2 separate regions of the Mus musculus genome follow, and region 1 is linked to region 2. The links are chromatin contacts, called in public capture Hi-C maps. All regions are on one chromosome and are shown on one strand. The core of a region is the stretch at or near the end of the contact, and the rest is flanking DNA. Distances in the headings are between cores, read along the strand shown. Region 1 overlaps Camkmt (calmodulin-lysine N-methyltransferase). Region 2 overlaps Lrpprc (leucine-rich PPR-motif containing).

Region 1 (3,770 bases), core at 1,024-3,523, 380 kb before region 2:
TAGAGGACCTGGTCCAATTCCCAGCACCCACATGGTGACTCACAACCATCTCTAGTCCCAAGAGATCCAATACCCTCTTCCGGCCTCTGTGGGCACAAGGCACACAGACAGTATACAGGCATGCTTGCAGGCAAACCACCCATACACAAACAAGTTAACTTCCAAACAATAAAACACAAGTGCAGACAAACACGGAGGAAACTGAATTCTCACTCATTCCTAGTAAGAATGTAAAAGAGTCACTATGAAAAGTCCATTCCTCAAAAAAGCTAAACATGTAGCAACTACATTATCTAGCCATTGAATTCCCAGGTCCATGCCAAGAGAATTTAAAAAATATGTACAGACATACACACAAAGTGCACATGAATGTCCACAGTAGCATTACATATAATAGCCAAAAAGAAGAAAAAAAAAAAAACTCAAATGTCCATTAGCTCAAGAATAAGTATTAAAAATGCATTATTAGCCATATAGTGACATGTTAATTCAACCACAGAAAAATGAATGACTTTCTGAAACATGGTAGAATTTGGACAATTTTCTTTTTAATGAAAAGTGTACTAAGTAAAAAGAGCCAGACGTAAAAGCCCACACACTGCAGTGTTCCATCTCTATGGGATGTCTAGAACAGATAAGCCCAGAACAAGCAAGTCAGAGGCTGCCAGAGATCAGGGGAGGGAGGCTGCTGACAGGGGTGTGGCCTCACTTATCTGATTAATGATCAGGCTGCCTGAGGGTGACAGCAGCAAACCCTGGCTACACTAAGGAAGGGCAGAGGACTGCACGGGAACCCTGATTTTACCTTATGATTAACAAAAACTTTGCTTTTAAAAGGCAGAATAAATAAACTACAAAGTGAAATGTGCCCCAAAAGACTTAGAAGAATAAAAAAAGCAGAGGCTTTCAGAAGGAAAATGCTCGACAACAGGCTGTAGATGCAACTTACTTTGAAGCTTTTTCGTATCTAAGAGGCTTTTAAAGTCTCATCTACAGAATAAGAACTCAGCAGATAATATCTACATGGAATGTAGATAAGTTTGAAAAAATATTCCAGGGACCATTTGTATTTACTGAAACTGAATATATTTATATGTGAGCAAACAATATAAATAATCACAAGATAAAGTAAATTAAAGTCATAATTAGCCAAGATCTATGACGTTACATGAAATCAGGACTCAATGGACTTGAGTTTTATAAAGACTTTTTAAAATAAAAAAAATTAAAAGCTGTTTAGTACCTCTTATTAATTCCATTCCTAGTATTAAAACTATGTATTTAAGGGCTGGAGAGATGGCTTAGCAGTTAAGAGCACTGACTGCTCTTCCAAAGGTCCTGAGTTCAATTCCCAGCAACCACATGGTGACTCACAACCATCTGTAATGGGATCTGATGCCCTCTTCTGGTGTGTCTGAAGACAGTGACAGTGTACTCATACATAAGAGAATAAATAAATCTTTAATTTAAAAAACTATGTATTTAAATAAATTCAGTAATCCTATTTGTTCAGTTGCCAGCCTCGCTTCTTTAACCACTTTGTTATTTTTGTAAGATGTATTTGTTTAGGTATTTTATGTATATGGGTACCTTGTCTGCATGTACATCTGCATACCAGAAGAGGCATCAGACCCTATTATAGAAGGTTTTGAGATAACATTGACTGCTGGGAATAGAACTCAGGTCCTCTGGAAGAGCAGCTGGTGTGCTCTTAAGTTCTGAGACATCTCTCCAGCCCCTGCCTTGCCAGTTTTAAAATGAAATTTGTAGTTAGTGCATAAAATAATGGGTTTCATTATGCAGTACCTTACATGTATATTAATGTATTTTATTCATAGTCACCATGCCCCAACTTACAGCTTTCTCCTGCTTCTGCTCTCAGCACTGGGTAGAACCCCTGAAATCATCATTGGGAAATGCAAATTATAGCCGCATTGAAATGTCACTTCACATCTACCAAAATACTACAGTTTCAAAGGGAAATGCTTATTGAAATAGGTACCTATAATATGCAGTGTGTATGTACGGATGATCCGCCATACATTTAATTTCCTGAACACGTCGTTCCTGTCACCAGATCTGACTGAGCACTCGGAAGGCGCGTGCTAAGCTCAGTGGTGCAATGGTTTGATTTGTCTTTTCCTTTCCCGGAGAAGCAATGCATGACTTTGTGGGGGTGCACTGATTGTACTCACAAAGCAACAAAGCCACAGTCTTGACTTCCTGCCCACCCTACACTTCTCGGACAAGCCAAAAGTCAAGTGCTGGCATTCTAATTCAGCAATTACCATGGCAACAGTAGTCAGATTCAAAGACAAAAGGATGGGTCAGGCCTCTCAGCCTATGCTTTTCTTAAGACTGCATTCATTTATAAATTAGTAACTCTGGTATGCATGGGTCCACATATAATGGGATACATATGCAATTATAAATTAATAACTCTGGCATGTATGGCTCCACATATAATGGAAGCATTTAAAGCTTCCAAAATATTTCAATTTAGCCATGGGGAAATTATGTTAAAAAATAAGGTACGGAAACAATATCTAGACTGTACACAGTAAGTTCTATGCAATAGTAAATCAGAGCTTATAATGTAGAGTGGAGGCAAATTTTAGTAAAAGTTTTAGTGAAAAGATGTTCTGGTCTACCACGGGTTTCTGCATGCATTTAACTAATAGCAAGAGCTGGGTCTGTAAAGTTCTAAGAAACAAAACACCAGAAAAACAAGACTTTTTAAGCAATAAAGTAGGAATAGTACCCTTACTTCAATTCCTCAGTCTCAACCATTTTCAAGGAGGCAACCACTTTCAAATACACAAGAAAGATGAAAGACCCTGGGGATTTCACAATCTAAGCTTTGACCTAACAGCCGTAAATTTTCCTCTTAATGAAAAGTTACTATGAGCCTCATTATCCCTTTATTTTATGTACAATTACATAAGCCAAAGTGAAAGTAGTAGTCGAAGTTTTAATTTTATATAATTTTATAATCTATACAGCTTAGTAAAATAAACAACCATGAGATACTTTTAAATTCATAATCATTTAGTTACTTATTCTCTTTGGGTTATTTATTTTCGAGTCTAATAAAACTTCAAAGGGTTAGATTCAAGGTACAAGAAGGTTTGAGGTGGGGACAACAGATGCCAAGGACTACTAACAAGTAAGAATCACCCCATGTCCTCTGTTGAGCTGTGTCGGGGACTCTTAGGTGTTGGGGAGCAAGACAGAGAAAGTGGGTGTATGCTTATGGTCTGTGGGAGTGCATAATGTTAAGGCCTGAGTAACTGCTGCCTGTCTAGGCAGCCATTTTATGCTGTTACTGCTGTTACTAGGAAACTTTCTCATGCCTGGGTTGACTGCATATTCTCTTAAGCTCCGTGCTTTGGTGTTCTTGGAAACCAATCACAATAGAGGTCAGTTAGAGCTGCTCTGTACAGTTAGCCACAATAAGCTTGGACCCAAACCAACTGCCAGACAGAACTTCCTGCCCCCGTGCATGAGCTTTTATGGTCTTTGCCTTTCTAAGCTGCCTCTGGGATGGGCCCCAGCGTAAGAGAGACACCTGCACCAATATAAGAAGTCTTTCGTATAAGACTTTCATACTGAGTAGGGGTCAAGTAAAGTTTAAGTTCCCAAGATTTCCCAGGGAATTGTCATCCTACTCGGCAGAAAGACATGTACATGAGCAACTGACACCTGGTTGGCAAGTGAGGACATGGATGTTAGACAAGTCCCATCCTGGAAGACAAGTTAAGACATGAGTA
Region 2 (3,906 bases), core at 663-3,162:
GACTTTTTGTTTTGCTAGTTCAGAATAATATTGTCTCCATTTTTTATCTTTTTCTCTCTTATAGATGCATATAATATCTTCCTTAAAGCCGAAAAGCAAAACGTTGTATTTAGCAGTGAAACTTATAGCACCTTGATAGGCTTGCTGCTGAGTAAGGACGACTTCACCCAAGCAATGCACGTGAAGGATTTGTGAGTATCTGTTTGTCTGTAGAAACCCTCACTTTAAAGGAATACAAGCTGAGACGTCTCAGATGCCCAGAAAAGTAACGTGAAAAGTTGCTTAATTTTATGAGTTATTTGTTTAAAGCAGGTCTCGCTGTTTTCCAGGCTGGCCTCAAACTTGTAGCCGTCCTCGGCCTCTCGAGTGCTGGGATAACAGGCATGTTTGCCACCATGCCTGGTCCATGTGTGTGTTTTGACACCAACAGTCACATTTGGACCCTGAACCTATTTAATGTACTCTGACTTGCGCATTTTTTCAGACCTTATTTACACTTCAATTAATGCCTGAAAACATTTTCAATGGTGTCTTGTCGGCTCTAACCTCAGTGGTGTGGGATGCGGATTAATTTACTTTTTCAGAAAATCATTGTGGAACTCCATCTTACTGTACATAGCCAAGGTGCTCTGAAATAAGTGATTTGGAAAGACAGGGAGGCAGAAAACAGAAGAGAGTTCCATGTTAAGGAGTACAAGTAGGGAACTTAAATTGTTAGGGAGGAAAATGTAAGACGTCAAAGGCCATTTAATCCTGAGTGCTGGTCACAAATACGCCAAAGAGTTCCCCAGAGTAGAGCATAATGGTCTCCTTCACCCTGGGGCTGCGGAGGGGACTCAGTGGTCAGGTCCTTGCTATGCAAGCATGAAGACAAGGGTTCAGATCCCAGAACCTACACTGAAGCTGGACAAGGTAAGAGCTGTCATTGATGGACTCCAAGTTCAACAAGAGACCCTGCTTTCAATAAGTGAGGTGGAGAGCAATTGAGGAATTTACATACACATGGGTGTGCACATGCATATCTGTGTGTATATGCAGACACACACTCATGCATACCGCTTACTACACAAAAACTCCTTGATTGGGCTTGTGTATGCTGAGCCCTGCATTGACTGAGCCATCAGAGCTAAGGTTCTGACTGAGATAACAGATAAGTCATGGGCCTCAGATTCTTTGATAGCATTCCCTCATGGCCACTTGTACTGTATATCTTGTGTGTTTCATGACACCCTGCTTCCTATGATGCTCAGTGCTATGCATACCTCTCAGAAGGCTGCTGACCTAGCTAGCATAGTTTCAAACTGTAGGTGCCACTATTTAGTGGGGCAGAATGAACCATTTCTTAAATGAACTAGCCTTGAAAATACCAAAGCACTTCAAGTAGATAAAGATCATGTCATGGAATATTGATTTTCATTGAGTGTGTTTGTGTATGGGTTTTCTCAAGTATCACTACTGTGAGCCATTTCTGGAGTTCTGCCGTGGGTTTTGATCTGAGACAAAGCTGACCTGAATGGTTAGAAGCATAGCTCTTATTCTCCTTTCACCACAGCCTGTAAATACAGGCTCATATTCTTTCTTTCCTCTAGGTTTTTATGAGGCCTTTCTACAATATGATTGACATATTAAAAGATACATATTTAATGTATACATCTCATTAACTTTGGGGATAAGTGTATACCAGTGAAACCAGCGCCAGCATCAAGGCCGTAAACATATCCATCACCATCCAGAGTTTCCTCCCACCGTTTTTATCACCATCGTTGCTATCATTGTTGGGTTTTCTGAGGATGTGTAATTGCACTGATGATGTACAACTGTAGGCACTGCTGGGTAGGACTCCAGAACCTACCTGACTCGCTAGTACTCCAGAGCCATCATCTCTCCACTTCCTCTCTCTTCCCTGGCAACCTCCAGCTGCTCTCTGCTGCTCAGTTTTTTAGACTCCACAGATAAGATTCCCTGTATACTTCACAGTGCTTATATTCCAGCTGTGATAGCCTGTTGTGAATAGCCCTGGGGCTAATTATATTTGATGTTAATTCTGTTCTCTTGTGAGTGGTTGTGAACAAAAAAATGACTCAGCACCCAGGTGTTTCCTGTAAACCTGCTTCCCACCTTAATTTGTAAAATAAAGGAGAGCTGATGATTGGGTAGATAAAAGGGAAGGTGGAGCTGAAGGTGGTGAGAGAGAAGGAGAAAAATGGAAGAGGGAGAGGATGCAGAGGAGGAGGAGGAGGAGGACAAAGAAGGAGGAGGAAGAGGAAGAGGAAGGAGAAGATGAAAGAAGAAAAGCCAAGTAGAAGCACATGACCTGGAGAAACCACAAATTTTAAGGGGTCTCATAGATGTGGAAGATGGTAGTGTAGTGGTAAATATGCCCAACCTAGGCGCACAGCATGTATTCATATTAATTGAGTCCTGTTTTCATTGCCAGGGGAGATTTGGGCTGGAGATTTACCTCAACAATATCCTACAAGGATTATTCTATAGCTGCTTTCCCTATGTAGCTATGTGGACCCCAGAGAATCAACAGGGGAATTGATACTGGCTGGTTTTTGATGTAAGCTAGAATTGTTAGAGAGGAAAGAGCCTCGGGTGAGGAAATGCCTCCATGAGATCCAGCTGTAAGGCATTTTCTCAATTAGTGATTAGTGGGGCCAGACCCAGACCATAATGGGTGGTGTCATCCCTGGGCTGGTGGTCCTGTGTTCTATATGAAAGCAGGCTAAGCAAGTCATGTGAGCAAGCCAGTAAACAGCATCCTCCATGGCCTCTGCATCAGCTCCTGCCTCCAGATTCCTGCCCTGTTTGAGTTCCTGCTCTGACTTCCCTCAATGGAGAACAGTAATGTAAAAGTGTAATCCAAACAAACCCTTACCTTCCCAACTTTTTGGTCATGGAGTTTTGTTGTAGCAATAGAAACCCTAGGACAGGCTTTAGCCTTGAGCCATTAAAATGTTTTTCATCATTATATAGGATTGTAACTTGAAGCCTTTCTTGCAAAGGTCCAGTTGGTGGACCATTCCTTTAATCATAGCATTCAGAAGGCAGATCTCTGTGAGTTCAGGGCCAGCTTGGTCTACAGAGCAAGTTGTAGAACTGTTCCTGCAATGGAACTATTTGAATTATCCAGCTAATTGTGTTACTGAACGTATGTCATGTTAATGTCTTTGGATTCATTCCTGGCTGTCTCTCCCCCTCCCAGTTCTATATCAGTCAGTATCAGAGTAGAAAATACTTGTTGATTGTGCTAGCAAGTTAGTTCCTTCCGTGGGTAAAGGCACATGCCGCCAAGGCCAACAACCTGAGGAAATAACCGACTCTTGCAACTTGTCCTTTGACCTCTGTATATTGTATGTGTGCCCCCCCCCCAGCACACGCACGCACAGGCATGCACAAGTATAAAAATCATTTTTCAAAAATAACGGTTGGTGTGTACAGGCTACTTGATTTTATTATGGAGACCATGTGTGGGCTCCATTGCTCTGGTCTTGGTCCTCCTCCTCCTCTTCCTCCTCTTCCTGTTCCTCTTCTTCCTCCTCTTCCTGTTCCTCTTCTTCCTCCTCCTCGATAGCCAGGATGCTGACATCAGCAATTCTGAGTGTCTGGAACAAACAGTAAGTGGTTTTCTTAGGAAGCTTAGACAACAGCCCTCACTGCCTTCCTGTTTCTTTCTGCCTAGAAATGGTGCTTAGTCTGTCCCTACTGCTTTCACTGGGCTGACCAGGTTTTTTTATTCAAGGTGACATAAATTAGAAGCATTGACAAATATTTTACATGTGTATTTTATAAGCACAAGCCACAGTTCGTTCATTGCTCTGAAATGATGGAAGTTTCCCTGAAACACTCTTCCTTAGTTTAAAAGGACTAATATTTGCAGCTAAAGGGACGCTGTAAGATGGA

The links. Capture Hi-C pulls out chosen DNA fragments and counts their contacts.
Region 1: a capture Hi-C map of embryonic stem cells shows a contact between it and region 2, with 3 times the contacts expected there. The contact joins two enhancer-like sites. A contact is called at or near these places in 1 of 39 promoter capture datasets (embryonic stem cells), 3 of 115 datasets of contacts at active chromatin or transcription factors (embryonic basal ganglia, embryonic stem cells and neural tube) and 1 of 9 other capture datasets (embryonic stem cells).

What each region holds. Positions count from the first base shown.
Region 1 is chr17:85,100,419-85,104,188 of GRCm38.p6, reverse strand. All of the region lies in intron 2 of Camkmt (calmodulin-lysine N-methyltransferase), which reads right to left. Among named protein-coding and RNA genes, the nearest start is that of Camkmt, 12 kb to the right of the region's middle. Within about 2 kb of position 2,273, at least 12 of the 459 cell types and tissues checked have an H3K27ac peak or open chromatin away from gene starts, as enhancers often do. A contact at or near this core is called in embryonic stem cells, where this site is marked.
Region 2 is chr17:84,718,982-84,722,887 of GRCm38.p6, reverse strand. Lrpprc (leucine-rich PPR-motif containing) reads left to right here. Exons shown (of 38, transcript NM_028233.2): 30 at 65-191. Among named protein-coding and RNA genes, the nearest start is that of Abcg8, 38 kb to the right of the region's middle. Within about 2 kb of position 1,912, at least 9 of the 459 cell types and tissues checked have an H3K27ac peak or open chromatin away from gene starts, as enhancers often do. A contact at or near this core is called in embryonic stem cells, where this site is marked.